2 separate regions of the Zea mays genome follow, and region 1 is linked to region 2. A link is a contact called in public Hi-C data. All regions are on one chromosome and are shown on one strand. The core of a region is the stretch at or near the end of the contact, and the rest is flanking DNA. Distances in the headings are between cores, read along the strand shown. Region 1 holds the start of LOC100277004. Region 2 holds the start of LOC100285710 (acyl-CoA binding protein).

Evidence for each region. A called contact is a pair of places that touch in the nucleus more often than the background predicts.
Region 1: a contact with region 2 is called in a Hi-C map of tassel, with 2.0 times the contacts expected there. The contact joins the promoter of LOC100277004 here to the promoter of LOC100285710 in region 2. A contact is called at or near these places in 2 of 25 Hi-C or Micro-C datasets (ear and tassel).

The regions. Positions count from the first base shown.
Region 1 is chr1:303,826,821-303,833,174 of Zm-B73-REFERENCE-NAM-5.0, reverse strand. It overlaps LOC100277004, which reads left to right and starts at 4,178. Exons shown (of 2, transcript NM_001294251.1): 1 at 4,178-4,473; 2 at 5,932-6,354. The coding sequence starts at 4,281. The coding sequence ends at 6,110. It overlaps LOC541818 (prohibitin 4), which reads left to right and starts at 219. Exons shown (of 5, transcript NM_001111499.2): 1 at 219-500; 2 at 611-727; 3 at 1,652-1,822; 4 at 1,934-2,146; 5 at 2,411-2,977. The coding sequence starts at 327. The coding sequence ends at 2,605. TRNAS-CGA (transfer RNA serine (anticodon CGA)) reads left to right here and starts at 3,814; the gene lies at 3,814-3,895.
Region 2 is chr1:302,954,797-302,961,020 of Zm-B73-REFERENCE-NAM-5.0, reverse strand. It overlaps LOC100285710 (acyl-CoA binding protein), which reads left to right and starts at 3,852. Exons shown (of 18, transcript NM_001370724.1): 1 at 3,852-4,168; 2 at 4,387-4,457; 3 at 4,858-4,921; 4 at 5,033-5,104; 5 at 5,273-5,473; 6 at 5,555-5,632; 7 at 6,174-6,224. The coding sequence starts at 4,022. LOC100384139 (Galactose oxidase/kelch repeat superfamily protein) reads right to left here and starts at 3,595. Exons shown (of 17, transcript NM_001176719.1): 1 at 3,341-3,595; 2 at 3,123-3,220; 3 at 2,751-2,889; 4 at 2,631-2,659; 5 at 2,427-2,523; 6 at 2,293-2,348; 7 at 1,969-2,076; 8 at 1,629-1,685; 9 at 1,060-1,151. The coding sequence starts at 3,423.

The DNA of each region.
Region 1 (6,354 bases), core at 2,929-5,428, 870 kb before region 2:
TTTATCAACTTTGCACTCAAGAAAGCAACGCTGAAATACTGTAAAAGAAGAAAACGCTGAAACCATCTTCTTGCACAGGAAGACAAATCAGCAGACAGCAGCACTCTTTCGTGCAGCGGAGGAAAGAATCGAGGCCCTTCTTGACCGTCCGATGAAAGATCCAACGCCCACGATCCCCGCCGCCCGCTTCACATAGCCACGCCGCCTCCCCTGTCCCTTTCATTGGCCTTCCGCCTCCACTTGTACACGCCTCCGCCACCCGACAAACTACTCAATAACCCTAGCTAAACCCCCACGCCGCCGCGGCGACCTCCTCCGCCGGCGGGATGGACAGCCTCAGGGGAGTCAAGTTGCCGGGCGTGCCGAAGGGCGGGAGTGCGCTCGTGAAGGTGGCGCTGCTCGGCGGCGCGGGGCTCTACGCCGTCCTCAACAGCTTCTACAACGTCGAGGGCGGACACCGCGCCATCGTCTTCAACCGCCTCGAGGGGATCAAGGACAAGGTGAGGCCACCTCGGTCGCGACCGCGCAGTGGCGGCCCGATGTGTGTGAGTGTGGTTTCGAGTTTTTTGACTGGGTGGGTTCCCGATTCGCATTTCGTTCTCTGGCGCAGGTGTACCCCGAAGGAACTCACCTGATGATCCCGTGGATCGAAAGGCCGATCATCTACGACGTCCGCGCCCGACCCAACCTCGTCGAGAGCACGTCCGGAAGCCGCGACCTCCAGATGGTAAGTTTCCTTATCGAGTCTCCATTCCCTATCCACTCATTTTGCAGCGAATGTACTGCCCGATGTGCGTGCATGACTAGGCACTTACTCTGGGGACCAAAAGGATTGACTTCTGATGGCAATAGCTGAGATGATGTTGACTGCCGCTTGTAGTGATCTTTTATGGTTCTGAACTGATTGCTGTGATTCTGTCCCTACTCCCTGCTACTCCCTAGATGTATGCATAGATTTAATGGCTAATTTGGTGCTATCACTTAACCCTTGTTCTGCTGTAACTCATGGCAGAACAATGCAATGCCTTGTAGTGGTCTTTTATGGTTCTGATGAACTGATTGCTGTGATGCTGTCCCTTGATGTGTGCACAGATTTAATGGCTCATTTGGCAGTGTTACTTTGAATCTTTGTTCTGGTGCAACTCATATGAGCTCTTATGGGCTGCCTGCCATGAATGAACTCGTTTTTTGCTCATCACGGCAGTGTTAACGCACCCTTTTGTAGTTGCCATGGATCTAGTAATGATGTAGCCCATTGGCTGCCAGTAATTGAATTGTTCATTTCTGCTTGCATATTGATGTGCATTAATCTGTTCTGACTTCTGAGGGTGTCTTTGATTTTAAAGTGCAATTGTGAATCCAGTACAACGCGCTGTTTCTGTTCTTTACTTTACCATTTCAAAGCACATAATAGGTTGTGGAAGTTTCTTGAAGTTTACAAGTAAGTCCGGCCTAGGTTCATCATATTCATTGTCATTGTAGTTTATAATGGTTTGCTCATGTTTGATTGTATTTTGAGAGATACTGTTCATGTGGGTCTGTCTTCATATGTATGCACTCGATTTTTTTGTGTGTGCATTTCCACTTCTGCGAGTACATTAGCACCATCGTCCTTTTATGTATTTGATTTTTTAGTTGGTAACTTGGGCAGGTGAGAATTGGTCTTCGTGTCCTTACTCGACCCATGCCAGACCAGCTACCTAAAATCTACAGGAACCTGGGGGAGAACTTCAATGAGAGAGTTCTGCCTTCAATCATTCATGAAACACTCAAAGCTGTGGTTGCTCAATACAATGCCAGCCAGCTGATCACCCAGAGAGAGGTACCATTCATGCGTCTAGACACGATGTTCCCCATATAACAACTGTCTTGCTAGGATTGGATGAGATTAGGATATGTTAACAGTTCATTCATGCATTCGATTCCGATGCAGGCTGTGAGCAGGGAGATTAGGAAGATTCTGACTGAGAGGGCCAACAACTTCAATATTGCTCTGGATGATGTGTCCATCACAAGCCTCAGCTTTGGAAAAGAGTTTACTCATGCCATTGAAGCCAAGCAGGTTGCTGCACAAGAAGCTGAGCGTGCCAAGTTCATTGTTGAGAAGGCTGAGCAGGACAAGCGCAGTGCAGTTATCAGGGCACAGGTTAGTGGCCACCCTTTCTTGTGTAAGAGTGTTCTTTTGTCTGGCTGGAAACAAGTAAAACTTACAAGGAAAAAAAAGAAATGCCATGACTTTAATCGTGATGCAAACACATGCCTGTAGTTTCAGATTCTCATTCTGAAAGTGTATTGGTAGTGTTCTTGGTGTCTCTGTGTAGTTCAGTAGTTGTGTATATACTATTGCATCATTCCCCTTTTACCCTGATGACTCTGAATCACCGTCTGTCTGTGACTTGCATTTGAACAGGGTGAGGCTAAGAGCGCTGAGTTGATTGGCCAAGCCATTGCCAACAACCCCGCCTTCCTGGCTCTGAGACAGATTGAAGCTGCCAGGGAGATCTCCCACACCATGGCGGCCTCCAGCAACAAGGTGTTCCTTGATTCCAGGGACCTTTTGCTTGGTCTTCAGCAGCTGAACGTGGGGGGCAAGCAAAAGAAGTGAAGCGGTCGTCCCCAGGCCATCGCGGATGAGAGTAGTTTCAGGCGATGGTTTTATCTGTTACAGAATGCGCATGCGCGGGAATGAACAAAGTGGCACCATGTTGCAGTCTGTATGTACTGACAAGTTTGTCTATCGATCTTTGATTCTCTGCTCTTGTAAGTCGTGACTGATGAATCTGTTGTTGCAATTGCCTTCCTGGAGGCTTGCTCTGATGCGTGTAACAGCCATTCCATTGCTCGTAGTCGCAGACGTAATTCAGCGTGTGAGTTCAATCAGGACCCGTGTGACTGGTTGTGGCATGGTGGTAGCCTGGCCCGACTTGTCTAGTATGTGGAGCCAGATTTCATATATCCAGGCTAGGCTCATGCTCATATTTATGTTTGGTTGTTTGCGTTCAGGTCGGATAAAGATATGTGTTTGGCTGTATGCATCAATACCAAGATCAAATAAAGTAAATAAATAAATCTTCAAAATTAAATAATAAATATGGTATAGTTTTGTTCGTGAAAATGTTAGAAATATGATAAAAAATCTAACGCAATGGCTTTGTTGGAGTCCGTACACGGGACAAGAATTTATGGGGTCACAGAGACCACATGAGAGCCATGGCTTGCTGGTCTGCTAAGCCCGTCGAGAACAGATCACATCGTTGCGACGAGTGAGATCTAGCTTGTCGGTCGGATTAGCGTTACGATGACAACGGGATAAAGGACGAAGGCGTAGGAAAGAGGCAGAGTAGATACAAGGACTTGACTGAGAGAATCCGACATGGAGACTTGACAGGGTTGTTTTAGGCTTTGTTCCAAACCTCTATAACTGATTGTTAACTGTTTTTAGCTAGGTCGAGGCAGCTACAACTAATACTTATTTAAGGAGTATAGCTAACAACTAGTTGATCTATTCTAAACCTCTTAACTAATTTTATTCGGTAGGTATAGTTTTAGAGGTGTAAAACAAGACTTTGTACTATAAAAAACTTCGATTTTTTCTGCACTTAATACTAATTAATCACTAGGTATAAAAGGGTATACAAAATTGAGGGGTCATAGTCCCCTTTGCATCCCTGATATGGAGCCAACCAAACATACGGAATGTGTCGATGAATCTTGGGCTCACTAGCTTCAGAGCGATCTGCTATCCAGCTGAGGCCTGCTTGTCTACAATTATGAAAGGTATTATATATACATTATGGAAGCATGTCACACAAAGTCGATATGTCCGAGTGGTTAAGGAGACAGACTCGAAATCTGTTGGGCTTTGCCTGCGCAGGTTCGAATCCTGCTGTCGACGATTTTTTTTATTTTTTGTGTCCAGTGCAGGTTCGATCAATCGGAGAGTTTGTAAGTAGAGAGTACAAGAAGTCACGATAAGAAGAAGAAAAAAAGTAGATAGAAGAAAGTTTCGACATCAGTTTTTTTCAGTATTTCATAAGTAAATACACATTAGAACAGGCCTGATTGCCGGACATACAGGGCAGCCTTTTCCCCGGCCCGGCCCGGCCCGAAGTGGACACCAGTTGGCACCCGACCCAAAATGGGCACGGCATTTCGCACGAATCGTCCCCGTCCAGAGCGCGAGCAACCCACGCCGCCCCGCTGTCTCCGCCGGTCCGCCCCCGTCCCTCCCCTCCCCCGAATCGCGTCGTCCCGTCTCCTGCTGCCGCGGAACCCTCGCCATGGCGGAGGCGCCCGAGACCGCCGCCCCCACCCAGCCGCCTCCCGCGCCGGCGGCTTCGTCCCCGCCTCCCAAGTCGGGGATCCCGCCGCGGTACGACCTGGACGCCAAGTGGGACGCGTGCCTCGACCTCTCCATCCGCCGCGTCGCCTACTCCTCCCTCGGCGGCGCCTTTGCGGGCCTCCTCCTCTTCCGTAAGGATACTCCCCCCGTTGCGTGTTGTCTCGTGAGATCTGGTTGTGGCTTGCTTGCTCGGTGTCTTAGCTGGATTGCTTGTCCGGTGCGGTTGCTAGTCTTCGCTCCATTTTGACCAGCCTGCCCCGATGTAGATGAGGGTCAATTGATGCAATCACGTTGCGCATTATGCCTGTTATATGATTGCTTTAGGGTATCATAGAGTTCCTATACGTGCTGTCTCAATGATTAACATGGAGCGTTTTAGGTAGGTGACTTGAGTCATTTGCGTCAAGGGCGGTGATTTGCTCTATGTGTGCAAGTGAAGTTTTCTTAGGTTAGTTTTATTGGCTGGCATGGAGGGAGTATTGTACCATATATGTTGTACTCTGGGAAATTTTATACTCAACTTGGTGGATTGAACGGAGGATGTTGAAATGTTTGTCTCATCGCCTCAATGTTGCTTTCAGGTAGGGTTCTACCTGTTGAGAGTTTTAAATAGAAATATGATACATCGCTCTTTACCTAAAAAAGAGGCTGTGTTGTTCGATAGGTTCGTGATGCCTATGGCTACTAATGAAACTTGTGTTCTTAGGACGCTTCATACCTGCTGATCAGGTTACTGATATGTCTAGCAAATTTGGATATAGCAACCGTCCTGCAGATTGCAGTTTATCTCTTTCAGTGCCGAATCACATGTCCAGAGCTCTGCACTGCATATATTCTGTGGTTTTCGATTGCACAGGACATGGATATGTATAATTCAGACTGTTAGTGTTCACTCTATGTATTCTTTGTTTGAAGTGATATATATGGAAATGAGATAAATGACGAACTGCTTGGCCATGAGGGTGACAATTATGTTGCTCATGCCTACTTGTAAGCAGTACAAGGTCTGTGTTATGACTTCTTTTGGTGATTTACTTTGCTACTCACATTGAATTCTATAATTTTGTTTACACGACATGTTTGCCGCTAAAATTGCCAATCAACTATATTACTGTAGCATTACCATATAGATGTTTTATTCTGGGTGATCGATAAGAACCTCTGATTGTCAACTGGTTTCCGGTCTTCTGTTTATGGTATAATGTGCAACCCTTTTACTTACACTTGGAATGTTTATTTTTCCCAGAAGTTATGTTTTTGTTTTCTTTTTACTGTTTTTTTTGTGAATTGCACTTCTTTCTTCTGTGCAAATTCTGAAGTGAGCTTGTTTCATGTGTACTGTCCTTTATTTTCGTTTCAGAAGTGCTTTAGCTGTCTATTTTTGTGGTTATGCCTATCAAGCAGTAGTGTGCTATTCTAGTTCCACCAGACTTCCCAAAATAGTCTTGGACCTGCACATCTTAACTTTTTGAACCATTGACAGGCATGCATCGAATACTAATTTCAAGAGTTGAAACTTTTACCTGCTTAATACAGTGACTATTGAATTTATATGTATTTACATGCGGGTCTGTTATTTGTTTGTACAGGTAGCCCTACTACTCGCTGGGCATCAGTTGCCCTTGGAGCTGGTGTGGGGATAGGGGCTGCATACACTGAATGCTCATACTTATTCAATGGTGCTCCAAAGTGTTCACCCAAAGTCTCAACTATTACCTCTGCACACTCTGATGTAATTGCTCTCTCATTCTCTCTTAATCCTGTTTGAACTCTCTGCTGACTGGTTTAAACATCATTATTACATGACTAGTCTTCTATTAGATGGATGGATCCTTCTTTTTGCCTGATCAGTGTATCTTTGCTAGAGTTACTCCCTCTCTGATTATGAAAGTCTAAGCTATACTGACTTTGGCTATCCGTTAGATATATTCAAAAAAAGGGCAGACTCAGCGTCGGAGGCTCCCCCACATGAGTGGGGGGTTTGGGAAAGTGATAAGCCGAGGTAGCCCCCC
Region 2 (6,224 bases), core at 2,603-5,102:
AAGACAAAACTCTACGTCTGGCAAGAAAGGGGCTGCCTCACCCTCATCTCTGTCCGTTGTGTGATCAGGAGGAAGAGACCCTAAACCATCTGTTAGTTTCCTGCGCCTTCTCACGTGACGTTTGGTTTCAGATTCTGAAAATTGTCCGTTTGCAGCACCTTGCTCCTAACCATGCGACCTCTTCCTTTGAAGTTTGGTGGGAAGGAGTTGTCGCGGTCCCGGGTGATCCAACGTATAAGGGGCTGTCAAAGGGCGTCAATTCTTTGATCATTCTTGGGGCTTGGGCCATTTGGAATCACCGCAACCGTTGTGTCTTCAATGGAGAGCAGCCTTGTTCTAGCATGGTCATCAAGTGGGTCAAGGAGGAGTCTCACAACTGGTGTAGGGCTGGAGCCAGTGGATTAGATAGCATCCTTTCCGCTCCAGCGCACTAATCGGCGACCTTCTGTTGTGGGTTTTTCATGGTCATGAGTGCAGTTGGTCATAATATCATTGTACTTCTAGCTATCCTAGAGTGTGTGTGGGTGTGTGGGTTTGTTTGGCTTTGTATGAGGTTTTCTATCCTCACCTTTTTTTTCCCTCTTAATATAATGATACGCAGCTCTCCTGCGTTTTCGAAAAAAAAAAGACAAAACTCTACAACAACAACAACAACATGGAGATGAAACCCAAAGACATAACTCTACAGAATATAAATATTTTTAGAGTAATGGCCGAAGGCATACCCAGGAGTCTATCTGTTAATCTATTAATCATAGCACGAAATAGACCCCTGGCCTCATTGGAAAGAGAGTTGGGACTAAACAAAGTGCCTACTGATGTATATTGTAGATCAGAATGCATAAAGGAGTTCTAAATATGCATCAATTAGTGCATATGATCTGTACAATATAGCAATGATAAGTAGTTAATATCTAGTACGGACATCCATCGGGGCCCAAGTTCCAACTTCCAAGTACTATGTTATATGAGATACCAGCTACAGAATACTTCATACTAGTGCACTGAGAGACAGAAAAAAAACGCCAAGTGTAAGCAAGGCGGGATCAAATTACATACATAAGGTCCACCAGATGTTACTGAATGACCGCATCGTGGTGAGGGAGATTGCCCTGGAAGTTTCAACTGTGTCCAACCTGGCGCCTCATTGTCTTCCAAAGTAGACAAAATTAGGTTCTAACTAACTTCTTACACCAATCGGCAAGTGCAATTCCATAATCCATACTAAAATACAAATGAATGCTGAGCTACATAGTTAAAACAGGATAAAGTTGGCAATGATACTTTTTAACTAGTATTAAATATATCAAATGGAGTGGGTGATTTTAGCTGTACTCATACTGATGAGCCATCGTCAACTACATGACTTCCAATAAAGCATGAGCAATCAAACAGGACAAGGAACATAACAGGGTATGCACCTTGGATTTAGTTCTAAATACTACAATAATAATAAAATATTGCACCACATTTGATCATGATCCACAATCATTCAAACAGGCTATTTCCAGGTGCAGTGTTAGTTCGGCTGGTGCCATCATCAACTGACCAAGCATAACAGGGTATGTGACATAGGATGCTTCTTTCTTTTAACTCAAACAGATTTCATACGAATAAATAGGAGATACCTTCTTCAGTAATACCCTTTAAAGCCCATAAATCACCCATTATTGGTCCTGCTCCACCTGTGTCAAAGAAGATATGAAGAAATTAGAAATACGGGTGTTGATGGCCAAAAGATTACGAATTAACTGACTAATCATTAGAAAGTAGAAACCACCACCACACAATCACGCTACAAATTCTCATAAGGAAAACAGCTTGGTTTCCGCAAGACAATCCACATGAAAATCATTAGTTAGTGCTTTTAGATTTAAAAAAAAATGGTCAGCAGATTTACTTTCACAAAACGAATCGTAAAACAGAATCTTTGAGGAACCCACAAAAAAATCAAGAAATAACAATCACCTCTGCCTCCAAATATAAGGAGTCTCTTCTCAATCATGGTTGCCGAATGCCCACATCTTGGAGGTGGCACAGATCCAGTAACAGCTAATTCTGTCCACTCCAGTGACACTACAATAGATTATGCAAGAAATCAGCTCTCTACATTTTCCTTGCCATCTTTAGGGTTAGTTTGGCAACTCCATTTTCCCAAGGGATTCCTATTTTCCCAAGGAAAAATGAACTAATTTGTCTTGGTAAAATGAAAATCCCTTGGGAAAATGGGGTTGCCAAACTAGCCCTTAAGAGAAAAAACTCAATAACTGGATAAAGAAGTAGTTTGCCTACTTGTGTCCATGATGTATACATCTGAAAGCCATTTTTTGCCATCCCATCCACCATACCTGAATAAAGATAGAGCGTTCTTCAAAAGTAATAGTACAAAAAGTATCACAGGGATGTGCATATCAAATAATGCTTACATAACAATCTTTCTGTTTCCTATGGCTGAAGCAGCAGCAAACTCTCGTGGTGACGGTAAATCACCAAAGCCAGTCATCTCCGACCATTGCCATAAGTCTGAATGTACAGAAGTATCATGAATGTAGCAGCAACCCCTAGAACAAGTGCAAACAGAACCAGAGAAGGGGGCTTTGAAAATTTGATGATGAAACATAGACGCTTACCAGTGTCTAGCATCCAGAAATCACCTAAACTGTGAGATAAACACCATATTGTTAGTAACATATAGGAAACTGTTTATGTAAGCTACCAAGTTCTGCTGGATAAGCTAGTGGACTGCATACCGCTTGCCCCCAGATCGGCCACCAAAGATGAACATGTTGCAGTCAATGACAACAGCTATGTGAAAAGCCCTTGGGCTTGGGCCGGCCTGCCCATCCGACCCATTACCAGTGCACTCAGGTGTGTACCATAGCTTATTCTCTGCAACATAAGTTGCATCCAGAAGTTTGTAAGGCCAAGCTCTTTCTTCCTTCCAATGCATATGCTCCATCAGCCCATCCATAACAATCTCAAGCATGTAAATGCAATCTACGTCCCTCAATCTAATAACCCTTAAGATGAGTTGCAGCGTGTGCACAAATTGCTCGAAGACGTGGGCAGGCAAATTGGCACGACAAGCGAACAGTCGGAGAATTGGAGAGGAATTATATTACCGACGTCGTAGACGGAAACATCAGCGAGGAAGCGCTTGTCGGCGAATCCTCCGAAGACGACCACCTTGGACTTGCCAATGATAACCGCAGTGTGCCCGCTGCACGAAATCGCAAAATCGTGAGGTTGTTACTTTGTTAGAGGGGTAGGGTGAGACTCCAGTCCAGGACGGGATCGAGGCGGCGCCGGCGGCGAGGAGGAGGAGGAGCTGGATGGATACCTGCGGGGGGCGGGACGGTCGCCCCCGAAGTCGGAGGAGTCGGCCCTCACCCAGTGCATCTGCTTCGGTTGCAGCTGCTGCATCCTTTCCCTCGTCTCCTTGTCCTCGCTCCAGCTCCCCAGTCTACGCGCCTCTCTTCGTGAAGGAAGTGGACACGGCTGCGACCGGGAGGATGAGCCCTGTACCGGCGGCTGGATGGCGGCCGGGGGCGGCGAGCGGTGGACGGCGGGGAGTCTGGCAGGTGGGGGAGAGGGGATCGGACGAAGCAGAGAAGTCAGAGCAGGAGGATGGAAACAGTAGCGCCCCACGGTCGGCCCAAACGAAACGACCACGACCGGGAGACACACGCGCGACTCTATTACCACGTCACTGGGCCCCTACATAGGCCCACCTGTCAATGGCACGTGGCGGCTCCCGTCAGCAGCTGCCTTCCGTGTCTCCCTTCCATTCTACGGCCACCTCGGCAGGGAGCGTTAAAAGCGTCGCCCGCGAAGAACGTGGGCCAGCGTCGGCTCGCCGTCTCCCTCCCTCCTTCCAGATCTCGGCGCGAGTTCACCCTTCAGATTTCCATTTCCAACACGACGGCGAAGAAGAGCTGCGATCCGGAGGAGTAAACCCTACCCGCCGGTTGCCCGGTGCGCGGGCGAGATCCGGGCGGAGATCTAGGGCGCGGCGCCGGCCATGGCGAGCTCCGGACTCGCTTACCCCGACCGCTTCTACGCTGCCGCGGCTTACGCTGGGTTCGGAGCCGGCGGGGCCACCTCCTCCGCAGCTATCTCCCGCTTCCAGAACGACGTCGCCCTCCTCCTCTACGGCCTGCACCAGCAGGTGACGCGTCGGCCAGTGTCAGTGTGCTTTTGCTGATTTTGTCGATTGATTCGGGCCTGGGGGTGAAATTGCGTGGATCTTGCGTGAGATAGCCTGAGTTTGTGGTGTTTGTTGGGATTAAATTGTGTCGTAAGTTTGCTCTTCGTCCCTCGGGAGAGATTTCGTTTGGTTAACGATCGCCAATTCGGTTGGTGATTTTTGGTCTCTTTTTGATGCAGGCCACGGTTGGGCCATGCAATGTGCCCAAGCCAAGGGCGTGGAACCCCGTGGAGCAGAGCAAATGGACTAGGTTAGTACCAGTGGAAACTGCGCTCAAACTTCACGTTGCCACAGTCACAGTACAATCCAACTTCTGTGCAGTTTCTTCTCTACCAATGGTGAAAAAGTGAAACCTCAGTGGTTTTCGTAAAACTTGAATTGTGTGTCTACACGTTAGCAGGGAGTTGAGTAGTTCATTCTCATGTACTGTCGGCTTATTTTATTGTTAGCCCAAATTTGAAATGTGATTTCGTCCCCAGCCAAAAGATAGAAAATGTTATGCCGATGCTACAATGACCACAATACTCATGTAATTTAGATTATGGACTCAGGCTGGAGAGCTGCCAGTGGGAAATACCCAGAAAATACCACACATTGAAGTGCGTGTTCTGAAAGTGATACTTATCGATTATATCATTTTGTCTTTTTAGCTGGCATGGGCTTGGAAGCATGCCTTCAGCGGAGGCGATGCGTCTTTTTGTCAAAATCCTAGAGGTATGAACGATTATGTGATATTGTTCATTGTGTGCGATAACAATAAAGACTTTTAGTCCTAAGGAAGTCGTGACTGTGCAAATGGATTTGATAGATGTATTATTCTGGCAGGAAGAAGATCCTGGATGGTACTCTAGGGTCCCTGAGTTCAACCCTGAGCCTGTTGTAGATATTCAGATGCATGTAAGTCACACTATTGTTCCTTTTTTTACCTAGACAAACCTAGAGAACTAGACACTATTGGTCCTATGATCTTATCATTTGGTGCACCATCCCAATGTCTAGTTCTCTAGTTTTTTTCCTTAGCAGGTTTATCAAATTATCCATCTGTGTTTCTTTTTGCTATATTAGAAACCAAAAGACGAGCCACAAAGTGTACCGGCTTCAACAAATGGAACATCAATTTCAGAACCAAAAATCATTTCTGAAAATGGAAGTTCTGTGGAGACTCAGGACAAAGATGTTATTCTGGAAGGCCTTAGTACTGTTATTTCTCATGATGAGTGGACTCCATTATCTGTCAGTGGTCTCCGTCCGAAGCCTCGTTATGAGGTGCACCAGATACTTCATTCCTTTTCTATTGTTTTTCTCTATTTACTTTTGTAGCACTAATGAGAATTTTGATTTCTGTAGCATGGAGCAACTGTGTTGCAAAATAAGATGTATATATTTGGTGGAAACCATAATGGACGTTACCTTAGTGACCTTCAGGTACGTGAAGTTGACTAAAACAATACCTAACACCATATGTATGCATCCTAAGTTGTTAGTGTTAGCTATGACTTGGAAGCATGTGACTCTGTAAGTATATGCTGTTCTATTGCTTTTGATCAAACCATCTTTAAACAGACTGCCTTGTTGCATACACTCTCTGGGTTAATTGTCCATTTGTATTCATGATCCTTAACCTTGATCTTTTGCCTGATATTGGTATGATGTCAAAGTGTATTTCTTGCCACAATTGATTCTTCAATGTGCAAAGAGATAACTGTTATTTCCCCAGGATAACTGCAAACAAATCTATATATTTTTTTGGAAATTTCCTGCACTCTAATTATCATGCTAATATGGTAGCATTTTCTTAGCCAAAATTGTTAAAGATAATATTAGGAGCGAGAAAAGGAGTTTCGATCGGAGGAAAACAAATTCATTTAAGTGCACTGGCAATTCAAATGTCACCTGAAAGCAGTCCAGCATTAAACCAGTACTGTTGACCTAATGAATGGATTTTCTTTTCCATAAACCAAAATAGGCTTTGGATCTGAAGAGTTTGATCTGGTCCAAGGTTGATACCAAATTTCAA